Linked DNA regions of Mus musculus: region 2 is linked to region 1. The links are chromatin contacts, called in public HiChIP or PLAC-seq maps. All regions are on one chromosome and are shown on one strand. Each heading gives the region's core, a stretch centred on a gene start, on an enhancer-like site or on the middle of the called end of the contact. The rest is flanking DNA. Distances are from core to core; before and after follow the strand shown. Region 1 holds the start of Strn (striatin, calmodulin binding protein). Region 2 overlaps Heatr5b (HEAT repeat containing 5B).

Evidence for each region. HiChIP or PLAC-seq counts read pairs in DNA pulled down with a chosen protein or histone mark.
Region 2: a contact with region 1 is called in an H3K27ac HiChIP or PLAC-seq map of heart atrium, with 13 read pairs. The contact joins the enhancer-like site here to the promoter of Strn in region 1. A contact is called at or near these places in 1 of 484 Hi-C or Micro-C datasets (cardiomyocytes), 8 of 115 datasets of contacts at active chromatin or transcription factors (the SCID.adh cell line, bone marrow-derived macrophages, embryonic fibroblasts and 4 more) and 3 of 9 other capture datasets (adipose tissue, liver and pancreatic islet).

Annotation. Positions count from the first base shown.
Region 1 is chr17:78,735,085-78,739,934 of GRCm38.p6, reverse strand. It overlaps Strn (striatin, calmodulin binding protein), which reads left to right and starts at 3,374. Exons shown (of 18, transcript NM_011500.3): 1 at 3,374-3,681. The coding sequence starts at 3,448.
Region 2 is chr17:78,789,155-78,794,015 of GRCm38.p6, reverse strand. It overlaps Heatr5b (HEAT repeat containing 5B), which reads left to right. Exons shown (of 36, transcript NM_001081179.1): 25 at 2,400-2,581. Among named protein-coding and RNA genes, the nearest start is that of Heatr5b, 44 kb to the left of the region's middle. Within about 2 kb of position 2,480, at least 34 of the 459 cell types and tissues checked have an H3K27ac peak or open chromatin away from gene starts, as enhancers often do. A contact at or near this core is called in adipose tissue, cardiomyocytes, extraembryonic endoderm stem cells and 1 more, where this site is marked.

The sequences.
Region 1 (4,850 bases), core at 2,125-4,624:
GGCCTTAAGTGTGTGTGTGTGTGTGTGTGTGTGTGTGTGTGTGTGTGTGTGTGTGTACAAATTTCATTTAGTCTTGTGAACTATATTATAAAAAGTTATGATTATTTAGTATATACCATAGGTAGGTATTATGGTAAACATTTAAATTCATTCTCCTATATGACCTCACACTGATTTTGTAAGACATGTGTTATGCTTTAATAAAGTTGACAGTCCTGCCTTCCATCCCCAGGAACCCACACACTAAAGGGAGAGAACTTACTCCATAAGTTATTCTCTGACCTCCACTCATGAGCAGCAAACACACACACACACACACACACACACACACACACACACACACATGTTTTAGAATCTAGCTCATATAGTAATACAGGATTCAGGGTCCTTATTAAAACAAAGAACCTTAAAACTTTAAAAAATGTACTGAGTTTTGTTAAACTACCAACAAAATATTACCACATGCAGATCTTTTAAAGTAAGTTTAATATCCTATTTTACTATAACTCTTAATATTTTGACTTATTGAATGTTATGTCCATGATATGAACCATCAATGCTATTTTGATTGTAAAGATGTACTCAAAAGCAAAGAAATTATTTGATAATAAAGTTTAAATAAGAATGAAAATGATTCTCTAGTATGTATCCATAGTAGTCCAGGATGTTGATACTTTTGGGAAGTATGTGAGTGTAGCATGTGTATGTGTGTGTGCATGTCTGAAATCCATGAGTGTAGCATGTGTATGTGTGTGTGCATGTCTGAAATCCATGAGTGTAGCATGTGTATGTGTGTGTGCATGTCTGAAATCCATTAGTGTAGCATGTATATGTGTGTGTGTGTGTGTCTGTCTGAAATCCATGAGTATTCCTTGATTAATCCCCAGCTCTATTTTATTTTTGTTTGTTTGTTTTTAAATAGAGTCAGGAATCTCTCACTGAACCTAGAGTTCATCTGTTTGGCCAGACTGGCTAGTCACTTATATCCATAAATTTACCTGTCTCTACTTTATATCCTGCCATCTCCCATTACTGAATTACAGGTCATTGCCTGCACCTCGCTTTTATGTGTGTGCTGTGGATTCAAACCCAGTTTCCCATGCTTAGATGGCAAGTACCTTATTGACTGAATCATCTACCCTGCCTTATTATCTATGCATTTAATTATGTTTTATAGTCTTTTGTGAATCAGTTTAAAGCCATTGTCTTGTCTGACATGTCTTCTGTTAGAGGAAAAAAACAGATTGTTTAACACCCAAGCTTATAAAAATTACTTAAATCGCTCAGATGAAAAAGTTCCAATCTTAGCCAGGTGGTGGCACACACTTCTTTAATCCTAGCACTTGGGAGATAGAGGCAGGTAGATCTCTGAGTTGGAGGCCAGCCTGGTCTTACAGAGCAAGTCCCAGGACAGCCAGGGCTACACAGAGAAACCCTGTCTCAAAAATCCAAGAAACAAAAAACAGAAAGAAAAGGATAGGGAAAAAAAAAAGAAAGGAAAAAAATTCTATTTATGTTTTCTTGGTTCTGATAGATATAAGAGTAGTCAGCATGTTTTTAATTAATTAAAATTAAATCAGATAGATAGAGAAATATATAACTAGCCCTGGCTGTCCTAGAACTCATGCTGTAGACCAGGCTGGTCTCAAACTCAGAAATCTGTTTCCCTCTGCTTGTCTCTTGTCTCTGGGCTGTGCCACCATGTCCAGCTTAATTTTTTTAAGGTTACTGGGCTAACAGGCAGGTAATCTGGGTGCTAGTTTTGGTAGTCATCTGTCATTCAAGGTCTCATTGAGGACAGTCTCAATTTCTTGAGCTGTGAATGAATCAGGCTGGATCTCAAAGAACATTTAGAGCCAAACTAATTTATGACACAAGGAATTTGGCCAGGCCTGGATCAACTTTTTATGATAATAAAGAATGAATTCACAAAGCAGAAACATTCAGTAACTGAGCAGAGGGCTTTGCCATCGCTCTTTGCAACCCGAGCAGAGACAATGTGTTTCCTGTCCTTTTCACAAGTTGCCATGGGAAGACCAGGGAACAGAGAGGACAGGGACAGGATGCCCTTCCCTTGCAAGTCACTCATCAGCTTGTATCTTGACTCTCTTTTTTTCTTTTTTCATGTCCACCAGATCAAAACAAAATTACAATTTTTTTTTGTTGGAGTGACAGATAAATAATTACTTAATTTCGTTTTCATTTCTTAAATGTTCTTCAGGCACATTCCTTTCTCCAGTTGGTGTAGTGTAAATTTATAATGATAATAGTTATCAGGGTACTCAGAGAGGGAAAACACTGGCAAACCACTTAGAAGGAAAGGATTTTAGTGTGCCTTTGGTGTAAAGATCAATTGCCCAAGAAATTAGGAAAGCGACAAGTGGGAAGGGGAGGTTCCCGGGTTCAGGAGTGCAATAGAGCAAAAAGGGACTTTGTTCCTTCTGATTGTAGCCCTTAGGGCTCTGTGACTCTATATGTATGTCAACCTCCTTTTGATGACAAGAACTGTGACATCTATCTTTATATTCCTGGCACGGAATATTACTGACAATAAAATACTTGTTCAAGCGAATTGAGTGAAAACTGCCGCAAAGATGGGGGGAAAAATGAGATTGGACAGGCAGCACTTCTTTATTACTGGAGATCTAAAACTTTGGCAGAATTTACAAGCAGGATTAGCACAGAGAAAGGGACTTTTAATACTAATATTTCAGACCAAGTGTTAAACTGGAAATTAGAAAAAGCCCTCATGGCAAATGTCGAACCTTAGCAGAAAGAGAGAAGACCAGAGTTCCTCCTCCTAAGGGAAAACTGGTCTGTTAACAAGCACTGAGCCCCTCTGGGGATGAATGGTAGGCTCGATGGCAAGCCGTGGTCCAGGGGTGTCGAGGCTTTGATGAACCCCGAAAAGGGCGACGAGGGGGCAGACGACCGGATGGCTTGCCCAGCGCCTATTTCTTAACAAAACGACCAGGAAGCCCTAAACTAAGTGGAGCTAGGGCTGGTACTTGGCGTGATAACTTCCGCGTGCGAATATGCAACAGGGAGCGCCGCTCGCGAACTTCCGCATGAAGGGAGCCTGCGGCGGCGCGACCCGAGGGGCATCGGCTGGCCGCACTGCCGAAGAGGAAACCCGCGGAGCCGTCAGGGGAGGGCGTGGCGAGGAAAGGGCGTGGCTTCGGTCCGGCCTCCGAGAGGCGCAGGCCTACAGGCAAGCGGGGTTCGCCACGCCCCGGGACTACATTTCCCGGCAAGCCCCGCGGGCCGCAGTTGACCCACTTCCCGGCCCGTCACGGGCTCGCCCGGCCCCCGCGCCCGGGCGGCTGCTCCCTGCTGACTGGGGTGTGGGCGGGGAGCGGCGGAGGGAGGAGGCAGAGCTGGCCGCCGCAGTTTGCCGCCGCTGCTGGGCGCCTAGGCAGAGAGCTCCCCGGGGTTCGTGCGGCCGCCATGGACGAGCAGGCGGGGCCCGGCGTCTTCTTCAGCAACAACCACCCGGGAGCTGGCGGTGCTAAGGGGCTCGGGCCTCTGGCGGAGGCTGCAGCGGCCGGAGACGGAGCGGCTGCGGCGGGGGCGGCCCGAGCTCAGTACAGCCTCCCGGGGATCTTGCACTTCCTGCAGCACGAATGGGCCCGCTTCGAGGTGGAGAGAGCCCAGTGGGAGGTGGAGCGGGCGGAGCTGCAGGTAAAGACCCTCCCGGCCTGGCGGTCCTCATCCCGCCTCTTCTCTCTCTTCAGCCCCGCCCCAGACCCTTCGCCCCCTCCCCCAGCCCGCTCGCGCCCCCTCCCCCTTGCCTTGCGCCCATCACTTCCAGAATCTCATCCCCCTTCCTCCAGTCACCTTTGACTTTTTTTTGCTGATCCCACTTCCTTGAGCCTGTTTTCCCACTCCTTCTGATCCATTTACCCTCCCGGCGGCTGTTTTCCCCACTCTCAACTCCGGTGCTTATTCCTACTGGTTTGCCATGCCACATTTTGGGGTTGTCTGTCCCTTTCGGTTTACTGATTGGGTTGACAGTAGTTTTGAGAGACTCCGAGCAGATCATCCTGGCTCAACCTGACGCACCCTAGGTCTAGAGACGTTCCTCGCAGAAGGGTTTGGCAGTTGTCTATCGCTCACTCTGCAAGGAAGGTGACCAGAGAAAGCAACACAAGTTGTATCAGTGAGGCCTTGGCTTTCCTCGAGAAACTGATGTTACTAGCAGTGTCAGCTCCAGTTTTATGTCTGAAAATGTTTCCCTGTCTGCCCTTTGACCCCATCCCGCATTCGCGTTTGGGTTAGACTCATAGGTTTCAGTGAAGGATTTGATTGATGGGAGTCAGAAAATGGGCAGAGGTGGGACATCTTTTCACAGAATCTCAAACTTCCCAAGAGTTGATTTGTATGTCCAGAGCTTAAAAGGAACTAAAGGGGCTTCAGGGCTACGTTGCCCCCTTGCATAACCTGCCAGATAAAGCATGCTTATCTGAGAGGAGCTCTTGTGCGCCAGAGAAGCATGAAAGGTTGGTAACTCACTGGTCACTCTGAGTTGGTAAGTAGGTTTACTGTGACTGTTTATAAAACTTCCAACACATACACTAATTTCCAGAGGAACTCAAAGAGCTGTGAATTGTGCCTCTCTGTTTTATGGGCTAAATCTGTATGCTTATGAAATTTGAGTACAGTTTTAGTTTGTTTGCGAAGCACTCGAAGTGTGTTTCTTTTTTGGTTTTTGGTGGTTTTTTTTTTTTTTGGCACAAAATATGAAGAGAAAGAAACACTGAAGAGACTCGCTTGTAGAAGCGTACTGCTTTGAGAGATTGATGTGGCCACAGAAGGAGCAAACAGGCAAGGTTATGGTAAATAAGTCTCTG
Region 2 (4,861 bases), core at 1,231-3,730, 55 kb before region 1:
TGTTAAAATGCCTTGCATGTTATAGCAGTGCACAGTGTATGAAATGTGAATCAGAACATAGAACACATATAGACTCTATATTCACTGTGTTAGGGGAAACACAGTGAATATAGAGTCAGTATTCATGTCATTGTTTAGTCCATATTAACTGAGTCCTATTTACTGAATATTGAGAATGTAAAGAATCAAAATCATAGTCATACTTAAAAAACCCTAGTAGTGCAGATGATAGAGAGGTGACGTATGAACCCAGCGTGTATGATGATCCCGACAGAGGTGCTGGGGAGATTCTTAAGAACGTGGTTTGTGGGCTAGAGCCATGGCTTGGTGGTTAAAAGCCCTTGCTGCTCTTGTGGAGGACCAGGTTCAATGCTCAGACTATCAAATGACTCACAAATGCTTGTAACTCTAGTGCCAGAGAATGTGATGTCCTCTTCTAGCTGCCATGGGCCTCCATGGGTGTGCACTAGCTATTCCATCTAAGAGGGGAGTGCTGCTCATATGCAGAATCTGTTCACAGTATGGTTCTGTGATTCCCCCATGCACTCTGCATGTACTGTTTGCTTCATGGTGCTTCACAGCTATGGCTGGATGGTAAGATGGTCTCAGCTTAGGTTCCAGTATGAAACATGAGCCAACTCTGACTGAAAAATTGCAAACCTGGCCCTTTCCAGGTTGCCCTTTGGATACATCCTCATCTCCTAGTCTTCCTGTGTACTGCGCTTTAGCTATAGGAACGGTCGCTCCTAGACTGCAGTAAACCTCCCAGCCCTCCTAGTTACCCTTTACATTTCCACCCTTTACATATTCACCTGAGATTTTAGAAAAAAGGTAGAGAGGTTTATGGGTGGAGACTGGTAGGGAAAGCAGCTCTCATTTCAGGTCCAGTTGCTTGATTGGGAGTTTGATAGATTCCTAGATTTTGTGAATTAGATGACAGAGAGGACAAGAATTATTGTCTTTTATTCTTCCATTTATTTATTATTTATGAATTATTTCTTGTTATTTACATTTTGTTTATTTGCATTTATATAGCCTGAGTAGATCCATTTTAATTCAGATCCTCCTGTCTGGGACTTTTCCCCCCAAACTCTGTCAGTGGCTTCTTATACCTCACAAGGCTGGTTGCTTGTCTAACCTCCTCTAGAGGAGGGAGCTTTGGAGTCTTCCAGCCAAATTCTCTTCCTTCTCTCTTTACCTTCAGTGTCTACCACCAACATACACTCTTTAAACTTTAAATGTTAAATTTGGTTTTTAAAGATAGGAACTTGAGGAAACCTGTCTTGTTAACTTTTGGGGGTGGGGTGAGTCACTGAGTTGCCAGGACTTCAGTCCTCTGGACGAGAGCACTGGAGTGTGAGCATTTCTTCTGGTGTGTGTTCCCGGTATTTTAAGTTCACTGATCTTTGTACCTAGCTTATCCTAATGTCACCCAGCATCTTTCTTGTCATATGGTGTGCCTTATGGCCTCACACTCTCTCCAGCTCCATCACAGTCACGCTCCCCTTTACTGTGTGGCATTGCACAGTGCCTGTAACTTCTTGCCTGCCAATTCTGTTCTCTCTTTCTTTCATATTTGAACCAGTTTCTGGTCGTTGATCCTTCCTTTCTGCTGGGAGCCTGGGAGCTGGGTTCTCTACATCTTTATGACCTTGGCACTTTGTCATCAGATGCTGGGCATTATACCTGCTGTGCTAGCACTGGATTTTGCTCTTCCATTAAATTGTGGTGAACTCTGTCCTGAGATGCAGTAAAATTAGTGCAAATTGCGCCATTTGAATTCTTTTGAGATTTGCTTTTAAGCAAAGTCCAGGGTTACCCTTGACCTGGTGCTAAAAGTACAAGACTCCCTCCCCATTCTGTTCTCATAAAAAGTCTTTTAAAAAATAATTTTGTAACTACATTTCCTGACTACACACTGTTTTTCTACAATAGGGACTGTCAGACCTGTGATCGTAATGCAACCCACAAGCGTGTTTTGTAAATAGTTTACTGGGATTCATCACACTCATTTCTATAGCATTGTCTGTTGTGTTCTCTAAGTCCTTTCTGCCTGCTTCCATAGTGTAGCAGCAGAGCTGAATAACTGCCTGAGAGAGAATGTGGCCTGCAAAGCCAAAAATAGTATCTGACCCTTTACAGGAAAGTTCTGCTAGGGCCTGTTCTGAGAGAACTACAAGCCCATTTGGGAAAGCCATGGTAATCATGTATTTTGCTGTAGCTGTCAGTGTCTATCCTGTAGTTGTCTGTGTTTGAGTGGTCTACTGCTGCACTGAGACACTTGAGTTTTATTTTTTAGATATTGTGGATCATAAGTGCTTTATCGAATTGTTTCCTATTTTTATGCATTGTCCTAGTCTGGGTGAACTTTCCCTTGTACAGTCTGTTTTCCTTTGCAGATGACCTCCTAGTATTGCATCTCTCTGACCTGATTCGAATGGCATTCATGGCTGCAACTGATCATAGCAACCAACTGCGAATGGCTGGGCTCCAGGCACTTGAAGACATTATCAAGAAATTTGCATCTGTGCCTGAGCCAGAATTTCCAGGTCATGTGATCCTGGAGCAGTATCAAGCTAATGTAAGTTTTGTGGCTTATATAGACTAAATGAAGTTTGTGAGGGTCACTAAAGGAGGGAATATGGTCTCTTCATGTGGCGCTCAAAGCTTCATGATCGTTTCAAAGCTTCAGCCAGCCCACAACTGGAGAAGGGTCAAACTGCTGGAACTATTTTTAGGCTGTGAGAGCCTATCAGTGATAAAACTAGAATAGAAATTCCAGCCTTGCCTTCCAGTCTTGTGCTTAGATGTTCAGCCACGTCATACCCTGCCATTTAAATGATAAAGGGACATTCACAGAAATGCTGCAGATTTGCTGCCATTGTCTATGTGTACCCTGAAGCTGGATGAACGGTTTTAGAAACAAGCCAGGTTCTGTTGTAAACCGAGCGAGGAGATGGCTCCTGGTAACAGCTCCCACAGGCATCACTGAAAGGAACAGACTTACACATCCTAAACTTGTTTTTCCTGAGATTTGTACTCTAAGATTTCAGTCACACAATAAACCAATCCTAGTAATGGGGAAAAGGCTCTGTGAAAGTTAGGGAAACGTTACAGGCAAGCAAAATGAAGTCGTCTTTCTTTCTCTCTTTCTTTCTTTCTTTCTTTCTTTCTTTCTTTCTTTCTTTCTTTCTTTCTTTCTTTCTTTCTTTCTTTCTTTCTTCCTTTCTTCCTTTCTTCCTTTCTTCCTTTCTTCCTTTCTTCCTTTCTTCCTTTCTTCCTTTCTTCCTTTCTTCCTTTCTTCCTTTCTTCCTTTCTTCCTTTCTTTCTTTTTAACTGAATTATGCCGAAACTTGGTTTCAGACACACATGTCTTGTCTAAAAGCTGCATTCAAGCCAGGTGGTGGTGGTACATACCCTCAATCCAGCACTCCAGAGGCAGAGACAGGAGGATCTCTGTGAGTGAGGCCAACATGTTCTACATAGTGAGTTCCAGGAAAGCTGGGTCCACATAGAGAGACCCTGTCTTAAAAGAAAGCAAGAGAGAGAGTGAGAGAGCAAGAGAGAGGAAGGAGGGAAGGAAAGAAGGAAGGAAGGGGGGAAGAAAAGGAAAGGAAAGGAAAGGAAAGGAAAGGAAAGGAAAGGAAAGGAAAGGAAAGGAAAGGAAAGGAAAGGAAAGGAAGGAAGCAAGCTAGCTGTGTTCATATATTCCCCAAAACTGTACCTATGAGTAATGTGTAATCCTATTACATACATGTGGGAAGTTTTATCTTTAGTCCAAGTGGCTGTATACAGCTGCTTACTCCCATACAGAAAGAAGGTCTCTTATTTAACTCAGGGTTTTAGTGAAGGCCTATAGTCTCAGGAGGTACAAGTAAGAGCAGGTCACATTCCAGACCATCCTTGGCTACGTGACCATGCCTCAAAACAAACAAACAAAACCAAAACCAGCAACAATACTCCTATCCATTAAAAAAAAAGTATTTATGTTTATATGAGTGTTCTGACTTCCTGCATGTCTGCATGACAGAAGAGGGCATCAGATCCCCTTATAGATGGTTCTAAGCCACCATGTGGTTGCTGGGAATTGAACTCAGGACCTCTGGAAGGGCAACCAGTGCTCTTAACCACTGAGCCCTCTCAAATCTTGTTTTATAATTTATTTTTTATACTCCATATTCCATTCCCCCCCCCCGCCCACCCCAATTCACTGTCCAACTGCTCCACATCTTACACCTCCTCCTCACCCCCCACCCCCACCCCACCTGACCTCTAAACTACCTGGGGCCTCCCGTCTCTTGAGGGTTAGGCGCATCATGTCTGAATGAACACAGACTCAGAAGTCCTCTGCTGTATGTGTGTTGGGGGCCTCATATCAGCTGGTGTATGCTGCCCGTTTGGTGGTCCAGTGTTTGAGAGATCTCCAGGGTCCAGATTAATTGAGACTGCTGGTCTTTCTACAGGATCGCTCTTCTCCTCAGCTTTTTTCAGCCTTCCCTAATTCAACAACAGGGGTCAGCAGCTTCTGTCCATTGGTTGGGTACAAATATCTGCATCTGACTCTTTCAGCTGCTTGTTGGGTCTTTCAGAGGGCAGTCATGATAGTTCCCTTTTTGTGAGCCCTCCATAGCCTCAGTAATAGAGTCAGGCCTTGGGACCTCCCCTTGAGCTGGATCCCACTTTGGACCTGTCGCTGGACCATCCTTTTATTTAGAAATAATTTCAAATATTTAGGAAAAAAATCTAAAATCTGAAACCATTTGTATCCTTTCCCCATATTTGTCTATTGCTTATTTTGATTTATTTGTTTGGAAGATGACTCTTTCTCTTCCTCTCTCCTTCCTGCTGTGCCCTTTTATTA